2 separate regions of the Mus musculus genome follow, and region 2 is linked to region 1. Evidence: chromatin contacts called from public promoter capture Hi-C data. All regions are on one chromosome and are shown on one strand. Each heading gives the region's core, a stretch centred on a gene start, on an enhancer-like site or on the middle of the called end of the contact. The rest is flanking DNA. Distances are from core to core; before and after follow the strand shown.

Region 1 (6,371 bases), core at 1,915-4,414:
TTACTAGTTTTCTAAAATGTACTGTACTCACTGTGGGTCTTGCAAATTGGTAACCGGTAGCTACCAGCGTAATTAAATATTTCAGAGCACTTGGCTACAGTAGCATTGAACTGTGAAGAAATAATGCTGTATAGCCAATCAAAAAGAGATACTTGTAAACTCATTTACAGCGGCAGTGTGTGTTAGGACCATCACAGGGATGCTTATTGCAGGAGAAATTAAAGATACAATTTTGTGCTAAGAGGCAATATAGAAATTAGTTCCTGAATTACTTGTTAATTGATTTGGTAATCCCCTCGGGCCCGCATGCTCTTTTCCCCCCTTTTTGTTGTTGCATTCAGTTAACAGTGACTATTCCCAGAGCAATAAAAATATTTTTCACACTTAGATTAGATAATACCCTTCCATCATACTGTGTGCGTTTTTACCTGCAGCACCCAAATGCACCTGTCTCAGCTGCAGCTTATCATTCTGGGCTGGTCGTGTATTTAGGTGCTCTCTCAGAGGTAGCCCGTGCCTTTGTGAGATGGAACAATTCCTGCAGAGGGAGAGCATGGTTTTATGTCTCATTACAGGCCCCTCCTACCCCTTCCCTACTGGAATCCCTCCTTTTTATCAACAGTGGGGAAGACTCGGTAGACCTGATTCATAGAACTCTTTATCGTCTGCAATTCGGCAAGAATAACCACATCCAAGGCGGTTTGTCGGAGAGTGCACAGTGCTATTGGAAATGATTTCTGAGGACAGTGAGGCTTGTTTACCTACACTGAAATTGAGCATGCATAAAAGAAACACCCAGGGAAGCCTGAGCTGGCCAGGAATGGCTTGCTAGGCCCTAGGCCTAGGTCCCTTTGCCTTCCTGCCTCAAGACTCAAAGGAAAGAACATTGAGATTTAGACACATGTTGGTGCCGCTTCTGTGAAAGACAGAATTGTCCTTTAGCGAAAGACATTCTTGGCATCCTGTGGGCTGCTACACACATGGCAGAATAAGTAATATGGGAGACTCGTGGGAAAACGTGTTTTAAACTACTGAGTTGGGTATTTTACTGCCCTATGCCACCTGTGTATGTAAATATCATTATGTGTTCAGATACTATGTGTCCCAGTACTGGGGATTGAACTCAGGGCCTCGTGCCTGGTAGACAAGCTCTCTGTCATTGAGCTGCATACCTCCCCAGGCCACATGATACTTCATTTTCAGGAAAGAACAGCAGCCAGTGTTTACATTTAGCAATTTCTCTTTTAGAATAAGGCTGTGGGTAGCATTAATTAGTCCTTTATCAGTTTGACACAGCTATTCTCTTATTCAACTGGTAGATAGATCTGCACCTTGGTCAGTGTAAACAATACCAGGCAATAAATACTTAATCTGAATGCCTTTACCGTGCCAGGGACAGAGGTAGCTTGGAGGGTTAGATTCCTGTAGCACCCAGCCCTCTGATGAGAAACCCCAGGCTGCTGGAACGTTCCTCACTGACATGCGGCCTCTGGAGGTCCTACAGTATACAGCCTCTGCTACTCAGAGGTGCTAGAATTTTGTTGTCCGTCATGAAAGAAAGGGGTGCTCTTCATCTTGTGTTTAGTGTTTAGCTCCATCCTTATTGTCTGTTTCCACACACCCTTAAACGTTCTCATCACTGTTTGCCCACAGGCCTAACTATGCTGCCCTTAGCAGAAATTCCTGCGCAGTTACCTAAGTTCACCCTTTTGTTGCACCAGAGCATAAAAGGTCAGGATTTGGCCAGCATCTACCAAAGCGATGGCTTTATTATCTTACTGCCTGGTTCTGCTGGCTCCTATACATTATTAGGTCAACTGCCTTCAGTTTTCAGATAACGTAGAAGGCTCTCCACTTAATAAGAGAGTTCGGCAGGAAGTCCCACTTGGCCTTGAGGGATGCAAGAAGCAAGGGACATGTACAGCCCTGGGCTTCTGATGATCATGGCTTGCACAGCTTCCCAGTGCAGAGGAGAGGAAATGCATGGGTTTTCAGATTGGGACGACACGGTTGTAAACATGAGATGTTACAAATAGGGCTTTTGCCTTCTGTAAGCATCTCATGTTTGAAGATAATTTCTAGTATTTCCCCTGGAATTGCTAACTATTTTTTCAGGGGTTTCCGTGAATCTGGTTCTCCACCAAGACCCATCATCACGTGCATGCTGGGATTCGGGGTTTAGGCTGAAGGTCTGACACAGGAGACAAGGACTGGCAGGGCACCTCCAAGGTGATGGCTGTATATACTTGGTATTTCTCTGCATATTTCTGCACTCTAATGAGTATTTTTCCTAATACTTGTACTAATAATTTTTAATGGCTCACAATGACTAGGTGACATTTTGATACATTAATGAACCTTATCAATGACTTTTGAAAGTTCTTCATGTGTGAGGTACTTTGTCATATATTACTTTGCCGTACATGGTTCCTGAAGGGAGGAGAGGGGACATGGACATGGACTCCAGCCTACATGTGCTCTGAAATATACATGGCAAGTATCGTCCTGAATTATGTCTTGTGCCCTAAGCTCTACTTCAAGGTTTATCACAAAGGTTTATCTGCTGATGGAAGCTTCTCATGGTCCAGGAAGGTAAGCCCGGCAGGTTTCTATGTGGCAGTGAACTTTCTAGAGGGCTTACTGAGACTGCTAAACAACCTGCTGAAATGGTGCTTTTGTACAGAAAGGTGGTCTGATAGAATTATTACAGATCCTTGGAAGGAGGAAGAATGTTGGTAGTGATCTTGACCTTTAGATTCCTGTGATGGGTATTTGCTAGTTGTTCTCAGGTTTCTGGGAAATGGGTGTTTCTTGGGCACTGGCAGCGACTGAGTTCCCAGAACAGCAAAGTAGCTGACCTGTGTTGCTGACATGTTCCAGGGCCATGCCATGCCAGCCCCACCCCCGTCCCCCACCCCCACCCTTACCTCCACCCCCACCCCAACCACGGTATGCAGACCTTGAGGTCAGGAATCCAGTAGTAATCCTCCTGTCACTGGTCTATCCAGAGCTCCCAGAGCAGACCCCAGGCTTAACCTAGGACGGGGGAGTCTGTCCTCATAGCCATCTTTAAGAAGTGAAGATTGACTGCACTCTCAGAGCCACAGAGCTTGGGATTGGCAGTGCTGTAGCCCTAAAGCTTTCAGTGGGAAGCCCATGTTGTTTGTGTTCTAGAAGGTTTGCAGAAAATGCTTAGAGAGAGGTGTCCAAGGAGACAGTGCATACGCTACATTCTAAGATGGGCTTTGTCGGTGGGGGGTGTGGGGGTTTGACTTCTGCTACCTCTGGTGTTCCTAGATCCCACAGACCTGAGACACTGCTTTACAGTCTGAGACGATCAAAGGGTCCTACCCCCTTGGGACACATCTTCTAGACCCAGACCCCACCCTCAAGTCCACCTCCCCACAAGATTTTTGATTCTCAGTGTTAAGGACCACTGTGCCTTCCTGCCTGGCACAGGGGCTAATCAGAGACCAAGTCTTCTAACGTTCCTGTAGCCTTCTTTTCTACAGCCAGACTCTGGGTGGTTGGAGGTGGCGTGCCACCAGGACTTTTCCAATGACTGAAATTCTTGTTTGTTCCATGATGGGCTGCAGGCAGAGCCTGTGCTGTGGTAGTTACTGGAATCAACAGAATCAGCCCAGCTGCCCTTGTCTTGGTAGTGAGGCACGTCAGTCATTTCTGCAGATAACTGGAGCATATGCCCTCTGTTGAAGCTTGTCTTTTGCTGCCTTGAGTATGGTGGACAACAATGTCACCCCAGTCTGCAAGGGCAAATGTGTCCTCCGAATGGAGGCTCCATGGCACTTTAGTCAAGCTCAAGAATAAGAACATAGGGACTCCCTCCTATGCACTGAACTTTGATGGCAATTGTATATTGAAAATACTGTGAGTCAGAAATGCACTTAATGGCTCTAGCCCAAGGGTACACAACAGATTGGGGGTGGCTGCTGCTGTTGTGATCGTGGGTCTGATGGGGGGCTGTACTCACTGGTATCGCCCATTGTCCCAAGATACGTGAAACCTCATCCCTAGCCCAGGAAAAAATACCAAAAGCATTCAGACTAGTGATCTGGATGTGAAGGCTCTGTGACTACAATGTCTGTCACCTCATTGATGGACAGGGTCAGTTTGTCTATCTGGCCATCTAGGTGGGTGTCTCCCTGTTCCTTGCACACTGTGTGTGTTTTCTTCCCCAGACAGCATCCTTGATTGAAGAGAAAATCTTCCTCCATATTAGAAGACCCTTCTTGGACAAAGACTTACCAATAACTGTCACTCCTGCTGCAAACTCTAGGAACAAGCTCCCAAGGTGCCATTTCTATTGAGCATGCACCATGTTTATTCTAGAATAGACCTGAATGCTTTGATTTGAGCTGTTGCAGGTTGGGGGGGGGCATCTACAGGGTCCAGTGGAGGGCTATTGGGATTAAAACAGAGAAAGAACATGAAGACAGATGGATTGGGACCACTGAAGATATAGATGTGGAAGAACTTGCCTCTATATAGGAGTCCCCATGACAGTAGGTGGGCTAACCCAAAATCATCATGGCTGCCCTTGATTCTCAGTGTACTTATCAGTAAGTCTGTCATATTTAAAGGGCCACTTAAGTATTTACCGTGCTGAGGCTTTCTTTGCTCTGTGGTAATCTCCGAGAGTCTCTTGTGTTTGTCCACAGTGGCACTGTCCCTCCCCAGGTCAAAGCAAGCCTGGTGCAGGAAGGCTTTGGACTGAATGATTTGCTGTTTTCCTTCTATAACATTATTCCGTCAGCTGTCTGGTAACCCAAAAAAACTTCAGATAAAGTTTGTTCTTTCCTCGACAAACAGCAGGTTTTGGAGGAAGCCATCATGGGCTGAAGAATCCAGTGTGGGATCTCATGGGCTTCTGTGGGCTCAGAATTTTTTCTGAGAGAAGTGGTCTTGGAGGATGCGGGGTTCTTTGAGTAAGTTGAGGAAGGTCTGTCACCATTGTCCTAGTGAGTATTTCCCAAACATGTCTTATGGTGGGAAGATTCTGAGAACATACTCACAGGGCTTCCAGTACCAGGGTCCCCACTTGATGATATACTTCATACAAATTGTGGTCACACAAGACTCAACATTGTCCAGACTCCACTCCACATGAGGGCTGACTCCTGGTATAGTGCATTGTATAGGTTTGGACAAACATATACCAAGAGTATGCACTAACACTGTATCATCGTTCCAAGTAATTACAATGTGGTATGCCTCAAAGGTTCTGGAACCTTCTACCTATTCAGTCCTCTCTCCTCCGTTCCCAGGTCCCACTGGTCATTTGCCTTTTGCAAAACACAGTATCATATAGTTGGGATCTTACTAGTCACCTTTTAAGATGCTATGCTGGTTAGCTTTCATTTTCAACTGACATAACCTGAAGTCAAGTGGGAAGAGTTTAGTGAGGGATTGTGTACACTGGGTTGGCCTGTGGATATGTGTATGAAGTTTGTCTTAAGTTGATTGGTGTAAGAAAGTGTGCCCACTGTGGGTGGCATCATTCCCTAGGAAGGCAATCCTGGGTAGGGATAACAGCTGAAGCCATTCACATAAGCAAGCAGGAAAGCAGGAAAGATTCCTTTCTCTCTGCTCTTGACAAGATGTAATGTGAGTAGCTGCTTGGCGTTCTTGTCCTGATTTTCCCACAGTGGTGGACTGTAATGTGGAACTGTGAGCCAAAATTAACCCATTTATCCAGTGAGTTGCCTTTTTCTAAGAGCATTTAATCATAGCCTCAGAAATTAATCTAGGACACACAGCATTCACACACACACACAAACACACACTTACTTAAAAGTTCTTTCACCTCTTAAGATGGTTGGAGTGAGCATGTCTTTTTCTCCTTAATGCTTGTTAACACACTGTAGTCAGAGTCTGCCACAAGTGTCCATGTGCCTTGTAGAAGGGCCTCTAGGGTTCTACATTTGGACAGTGGTGATTAATGCAAATTTCCAGCGTCTCCATCCACAGTTTTCTGTGGTTCTTCATTCTCAGTACATCTGCATGACTACCAAGGAGCCTGACTGCCAGGTTGTATGGGGAAAGAGTTTCAGTTTTGTAAGAAACTGTCAAACTGTGTTCCAGAGTGGCCGCACTATCCTGAGTTTCCCTCACAAAGGCACAGATTCCTGTTGTCCTGCTTTCTTGTCAGCACTTGTCAGGTTCAGACCTGGCACTTGTCTCAGCTGCACAGCTGTGCCTTGTTTAAGTGTGGATTCCCAGTGGTGTAGAGTGCTGAGCATCCAAGGCCGGCTTCCTCGCCTTTGCATGCTCTTTGGTGGGGTCTCTGTTCCAGTCTGGTGCCCATTTGGAATTTGAGTTGTTTGCTCTGCTACTGATTCTCGTCATCTGTG
Region 2 (6,289 bases), core at 1,347-3,846, 1.2 Mb after region 1:
CATACAGCAGCGCTCTATTTTAGCCACTCTTTCTCCAAGTCACCAAACGTCCGGAAAGAGCGGGAAAGCAAACCAAGCCCTGGATAGTAGTACATGTCTCCACCCACTCCAAAGAAGGAAGGTGGTTTCAGGAGGAGACCGTGGCCTTGAGCACTGGGGTCTGTAGGTTTTACTCCAAAACTAAGGTCAGAGTTCACAGCTCCAGAAGCTGGGTGAATAGAGGAACTTTCTGTACTCTGTGGTCATTGATACATTGTAGATTGTACTGTCTGAAGTCACAGAATTGCAGTTATCATAGGATACAGCACAGTGCAGAGACACAGACAGTTCTCGATCTGAACCATGCTTATCTTGTCTCAGATACATCATTAGGTTCCCAAGCTTGACGGTCTCCACCAGAACGGGGTGTGGTACACACCTCCAAGGTAAGATACGCTCTTAGGCCAAAGGATACCTCAGTCACCCTCAAGGAAGGCACTGGGGCCACACCCTCTAGTTCCCAGACTGAAAAAATCCAGGAGAACCATTCTCTGTCACCCATCCTGACCATCTTCCCCACCCAGTGTCAGCTGAATGCCTTTCCTCTGCTGAGAGAGAGAGAGAGAGAGAGAGAGAGAGAGAGAGAGAGAGAGAGAATATTCCCTTTGTGACAATGTAAAGTTTTGCTTGATGAAAGATGCCCAGACATTGGACCACTGTCCCCAATCATAAATCTCTCTCAAAGAAGTTCTACACCCCATTCCTTCAGCCTCAGCAGAAACCCACAGCACAAAATTCAGGCTATTACTGTAAGCCCTCTGTGCCATCAAGCTGGCCTCCTGAGTGGAATCCCGCGTGGGCCTCCCTTCATTCCCCATGAGTTGTGTACCTTTGTGAAAACTGAGTCAAGTGTCCTATGGCTTTGAACAGATTGTAACAGATGAACAGTCTCCTCAGAGGGGATCAGTCTGTCAGCCCATCCCACATGGAGATCTAAAGGGTCCCCTACTGCTGGCTCATCAACTCCATGGCTCCATCAATGGGAAAGGATGCTACTGAAAGTCAGACACTCAGGTGGGCCCGGCCAGTAGTCCAGCATCTCAGAGCTTCTCTCTCTTCACCCATAAGCCAAGGATGACAGCACTGGAATCTTCTAGCCCAGAATCACCCAGGAAAGAAGTCAAAAAGTCCCAGTAGTGGAAGCTACAGCAATCAGTTGGTCCCATATTGTTTTTGTTAAAAGCAATATGATTTTTATTTTAAAGTCTTTTCCACATTTCAGCTTGCTCTGGGAAGCTGGGAACTGTCCTCAGGTCCCATGAATCCCCTTGAAGCTCTGAGACTCTGGGGTTTTCATCTGGAGTCAGCTCGGGGTAGGGAGAGAAATGACTTCTCTAGGGTGTAGTGTGCCCACTGGTGCTCATACAACTTGTTCTTGAAGTCCACACCAGTCCCTAAGTTTGCCTGGGCTTTTGTGAAATTCATTTTTCTTAGCCTTTCTCCAGTACTCCAATGAACCCTTCCCATTGGCCCCACCCTTGCATTGATCCCATGGTAGCTTGAAATAGATCCCCAAATGGGCTGGCAACCATCCAGGAACTCTCTTCCATCCTCAGTGAGAGAGGGCCTGAACCCCACCCAGCATCCTCATGGCCAGGGAATAGCCCTTGGGCCTCCCAACTTGGCACAGGCCTCTCATCTGGACAACCCACGGCAGCCCAGTCCCGAGCTTTGCCTTATCCACTGGGGAAGTTGCTCTAGTATCACATTGCGCATGCTTTAGGCCTGCAGTTCCCTTAAGCATCCTCAAAGGACAAATCCTACAACAGTGACTTCAGATACCTAAAATGATGAAGCAGCAGCCTTGATGGCCATGGCTAAGCAGCTCCGGCCCAGCCCTGCAACTGGCACCAGTATCTCTCCAAACTCGGAAGACAGCAGTTTGCCTGACCAGCCTCTCTGCACTTAAGAGTATACCCCTACCCATGACCCTTGGAGAACCCAAAGAGATGAGCTCTCTCTGGGGTCCACTCTGCAGGTTGCCCTATGCTCCCATCAGATGCCTCTGCAAACAAAGCAGCTGGTCTGGGGAAGGAGAAGCGACTTTTAACAAGCCAGCTGGAGGAGAGCACCAGTCAGAAGTGCATAGCATGCAGGCAGGGACACACAGGACACTCCCCGCAGCAGCAAACCTAGACACAATCGGACAATCCGTGACCTTCAGCAGGTTAAAGAAACCCTTGTGCCACAAAGGAAAGAAAGAGCAGCAGACTCCTAAAGTATGTCCAGAAAACTGAGTGACGGGGTGATCGTAAGAGCCACTAACTCACTTCTGATTGAAGTGTTTCCCTCATGCCACAGAGGAAACGAATAAGCAAAAACTCACACTTACCCTGAGCGGACCTGAAGACGCGTGTCCCTGGGCTTCTAAACTCAATCACGCTTCACCAGGATGCATAGTGTTCTCTCTTGCTAAGTCTCCTTTTCTTCCTGCAACCCTTCTCCACCAAGGAACAGAGGATCCAGGATCAGAAGACACAGTCTCCTCTTGCAATCCTCGCTGGAAGCTGGAGCCTAGAGAACTGAGCAGCCTTTGGGGAAAGGCTGAACTCCAAACTGGACAGGGTCCAGGGGTACAGTCAGGGCTTCCTCCTGCTCCTCCTCTCGCTCCCGCCTCTCTCTCCCTCCTCCCCTGCCTTCTTCTCCTCCTCCTTCTCCTTCCTTCCTCCAAACCCCTCTTCTCCCCTCCCTGCCATAGGACAGACCCAAACTGTAAATGAAAACCAGACCTGGGGCTCTGTTGCTTCTGGCCTGCTCTGCAAGCTGATGTCACCTATGAAGGCCGTCTTTGCCTTACAAGCATTTAGCTGGACTCCTGCAAACTCCAGCTCTAAGAAGGGGGGTGGGGGGAGGAAATGGACCATGAGCTAGAAGGAATTAGATTTTTCAGTCATTGGTTACTGAGGTAAGACTAAAGTGTGGTAAAGATGAGACCCGAAAGAGTCGGGGAAACAGCTTTAGCCCCATGGTTCTTGACCTTTCTAGGGCTGCGACTCTTTAATGCATGCTGTGCTGACCCCCAACCATAAAATTACTTCATTGCCACTTCATACCTGCAATTTTGCTACTGTCACGAATCATAATGTTATGAATTGGATATTCGACCCCCATCAGGGTCACAACCCACAGACTGACTGCCAGAGGCCATAAAATGTTTAATGCCTGAGCAAGAGGACCTGAGGTCTGTCCCCAAAATACACATTAGAAATTTAAAAAAAGAAAAAGCCAATGTGGTGTCAAACCATCACTGGGAAGGCAGAGAAAGGCAGATCCCTGGGTCTTACTGTCAGTGAATTTAGCTGAATCAGTAAGTACCAAATAAAGACAGAGAGAACCTATCTCAACAAGAAAGAAGGAAGGGAAGGAGGGAGAGAAGGAGAGAGGAAGGGAAAGAAGAACAGAGAAGAGGAGAGGAGAAGCGAGGAGAGGAGAGGAGAGGAGAGGAGAGGAGAGGAGAGGAGAGGAGAGGAGAGGAGAAAGATGGAGGGGCTGAAGAGATGGCTCAGTGGCTGCTCTTGCAGAGGACCTAGGTTCAGTTCCCAGTACCCACATGGGAGCTCACAACCATCTAGGTCCAGGGGATCTGACACCCCCATCAGACCTCCAAGCCCACAAGGCACATACGGTATACAGACATAAATGCAGACAAAGCACTCATACACATAAAGTAAAAAAAATTAAATAGTTTAAATGCACTTCAATAGCTACAAAAAAATTAATGAATTTGCCACTTCTACCCATCACCTTTTAGGCCAGGCCTCTGCAGGAAAAAGAATGAGTTTTGGAATTTCTCCGTGGGTATCCATGGTTTTCAACCACCATCAGAAAGAAAAACAGGAAATGCAATCTCCCCCCCTCCACCCTCACCACACCCTCCCATTTCTTCTTGAAGTTTCTGAACTGAGACCTCGCTTAATAATCTCTCTTTTCAAATATCAAACCCAGCAATTAGCGTCGTCTCCTTGGCTTGCCGCTAACCAGAGTTCTGTTTGCCAGCGCGAAAGGCAAGAGGGCAAGAGTTCTATACATAATGATCCTGATTGTGAGGTCTCCTTCTGGGCGCACACTGGGGTGGGGGCGGTTTTCTGGCTCAGACTCCTACAGAAACTCTCCAGTGGGAACACGGGTTTCTACAGAGCTTTGTACCTTTCAAAGCACTTTAAAGTACATCTCTCAAAAACCTCAAGGACCTCCCCAACCTGAAACCCTTTCATACTGGAAAGAGGGGTACACTTGGGTGCCAGAGAAGAACACGGGTTCCTGCTGTGTCCTTCTCTACTTTATTCCCTTGAGACAGGCCTCTCACTGAACCTGGAGCTCAGCTGTCAGCTGCCAAGCTTTGGCAATCCAATCCTGTCTCTATCCATCCAGCCACACACACACACACACACACACACACACACACACACACACACACACACACACACAGCTGAGGCTGCAGGTGCACACTTGGCCACACCTAGTTTCTTAAGTGGGGGCTGGGTATTCAAACCCAGGTCCTGATACTGACATACCGAGTGCATACCGAGTGCTCTCCACTCCACCATCTCTCCAGACCCCATGAGAATTTAGGTAACTTGAAATTATGCTCCTGTTTTGAAGGTGAGTAAAGTCACATCCCAAGAGGACAGGTGACACTGTTATGATACCCACTGAGTTAGTAGCAGAACTCGGGTCAGAGCCCCTACGTTTCTCACCACTCAGCCATCCAGTGGCTCACATGAAAAGTTAGATGTCACAAAACATCGGGAGCTATCTGTATTTTACTAGGAGATCCCATCGAAGCCATGTGCAGAAAGCGAGATCACTAACTCCTTCCATGTGTTACCTCCTTCTGATAGAGGGGAGACAGGAAGGCAACACCCCAGAGAGAATCTCAACCCTACATCTCCATGGCTTCCTAATGCTCTGCTGCTGAGAATGCACTTGCTGGGTGTGAGGTGGGCAATGGGCATGCAGACCTGAATGGGCAGAGGGTGGGGAGGGGGTTTCCTCATCCACCTCCTTTAAGTAAAAACTGGAGCAGAGGTTCTAGGCATTAAACCATGCTCTTCATGTGACATGGGGGGGGGGACAGCATTCTCTTTGTCACATGCTCACACCCCAGTCCTCTCTGTACCATGCAGTCATGGGTCCTGGCCTCACAGAACACCAAGGTGCTTGCTGCCTCTCCCTTGTGTGGAGTTCAAGATTAGCACTAGGGAGAACCATCTAGCCCATGGCTTGCCTCTGCTACAGATAGACAACTTTTAATGACAGCTGAATACTGTGAGCAGCTCACCCCACTGAGATCAACTGAACCAGCACTTTGCACAGGGTCCCACCGGTGGTTCTCTCTGTCAAGTCCAAATGCAACTGTGCTTTTTCAAAACAGCTACTTCCTTGCTCATTATTAGACGGGTGCTAGGCCAGCTATGATGAGGAGCAAAGAAGAAAATGCCTTTGCACAGCAAGGACTTAAACTCTTTATAACGTAATGGTTACCATGATCTAGATTCCCCCATCCCACCTCACATGTGACTGCAGAGCCTTCTGGAACCTGGCGGCACCCCGTGACAAATCTTCCTTGTACTGGGAAGGCGATTCCACCCTTATGTCTTTCTTTCCCAACCACCCATATTTGGTATTCTACTCTACCACTTGATTCCAGGGGAGACCCCTGTTGCCTTCCCTGACAAGGAGTTAGTAGACCCATCTCTAAGGCTCCCTTGTGCTCAGGAGCTGGGTGGGGCCTAGGTGCACCTCAGACACATTACTGATCGCTGGACTGCTGCACAAAGGTAAACCCGGGACACTGGTGACCACTCTGATTGGCCTTGTTTCTACAGACCAGTGTCATTTAGCAGATGCTCTGGGCGCCCCTCCCAGTGTCCTCCATAGTAAAGGAGGTGTCTACTGGTTTACACCCATACTCTTTTTGGGGACACTGTCTGTAGATTCTAGGAGGTGCACATTCTAAAGATACCATGGGTGAAGTAGCCACAATACTAGCAAGGCCTCCAGTGAAGGGAGACCCTGTCTAATCTCACCTCCTGAGTGCAGATGGAACCTGAATCTTGATCAGCATCACTTGCACCTGACAAGGACAGTGGGTCCCTCACTGAAGTCACTGTATAAAGTGGTGGCGAGACAATCATTCCATCTGTCGCCATTTCAGAGGGCTCTGTCTCTCCTTAGCTTCTCTGGCCTGAATGTTTCTCTGTGTCCTTTCAAAATTCATGTGGTGGACTCCTAAGTCCCTAGGCGATTT

What was found. Promoter capture Hi-C pulls out the DNA fragments that hold promoters and counts their contacts.
Region 2: a promoter capture Hi-C map of hippocampal neurons shows a contact between it and region 1, with 5 times the contacts expected there. The contact joins the promoter of Col6a3 here to the promoter of 4933400F21Rik in region 1. A contact is called at or near these places in 1 of 39 promoter capture datasets (hippocampal neurons) and 1 of 9 other capture datasets (embryonic stem cells).

What each region holds. Positions count from the first base shown.
Region 1 is chr1:89,680,728-89,687,098 of GRCm38.p6, forward strand. 4933400F21Rik (RIKEN cDNA 4933400F21 gene) reads right to left here and starts at 3,165. Exons shown (of 4, transcript NR_015540.1): 1 at 2,960-3,165; 2 at 429-538. The region is part of intron 9 of Agap1 (ArfGAP with GTPase domain, ankyrin repeat and PH domain 1); the gene reads left to right.
Region 2 is chr1:90,841,375-90,847,663 of GRCm38.p6, forward strand. It overlaps Col6a3 (collagen, type VI, alpha 3), which reads right to left and starts at 2,597. Exons shown (of 44, transcript NM_001243008.1): 1 at 2,372-2,597.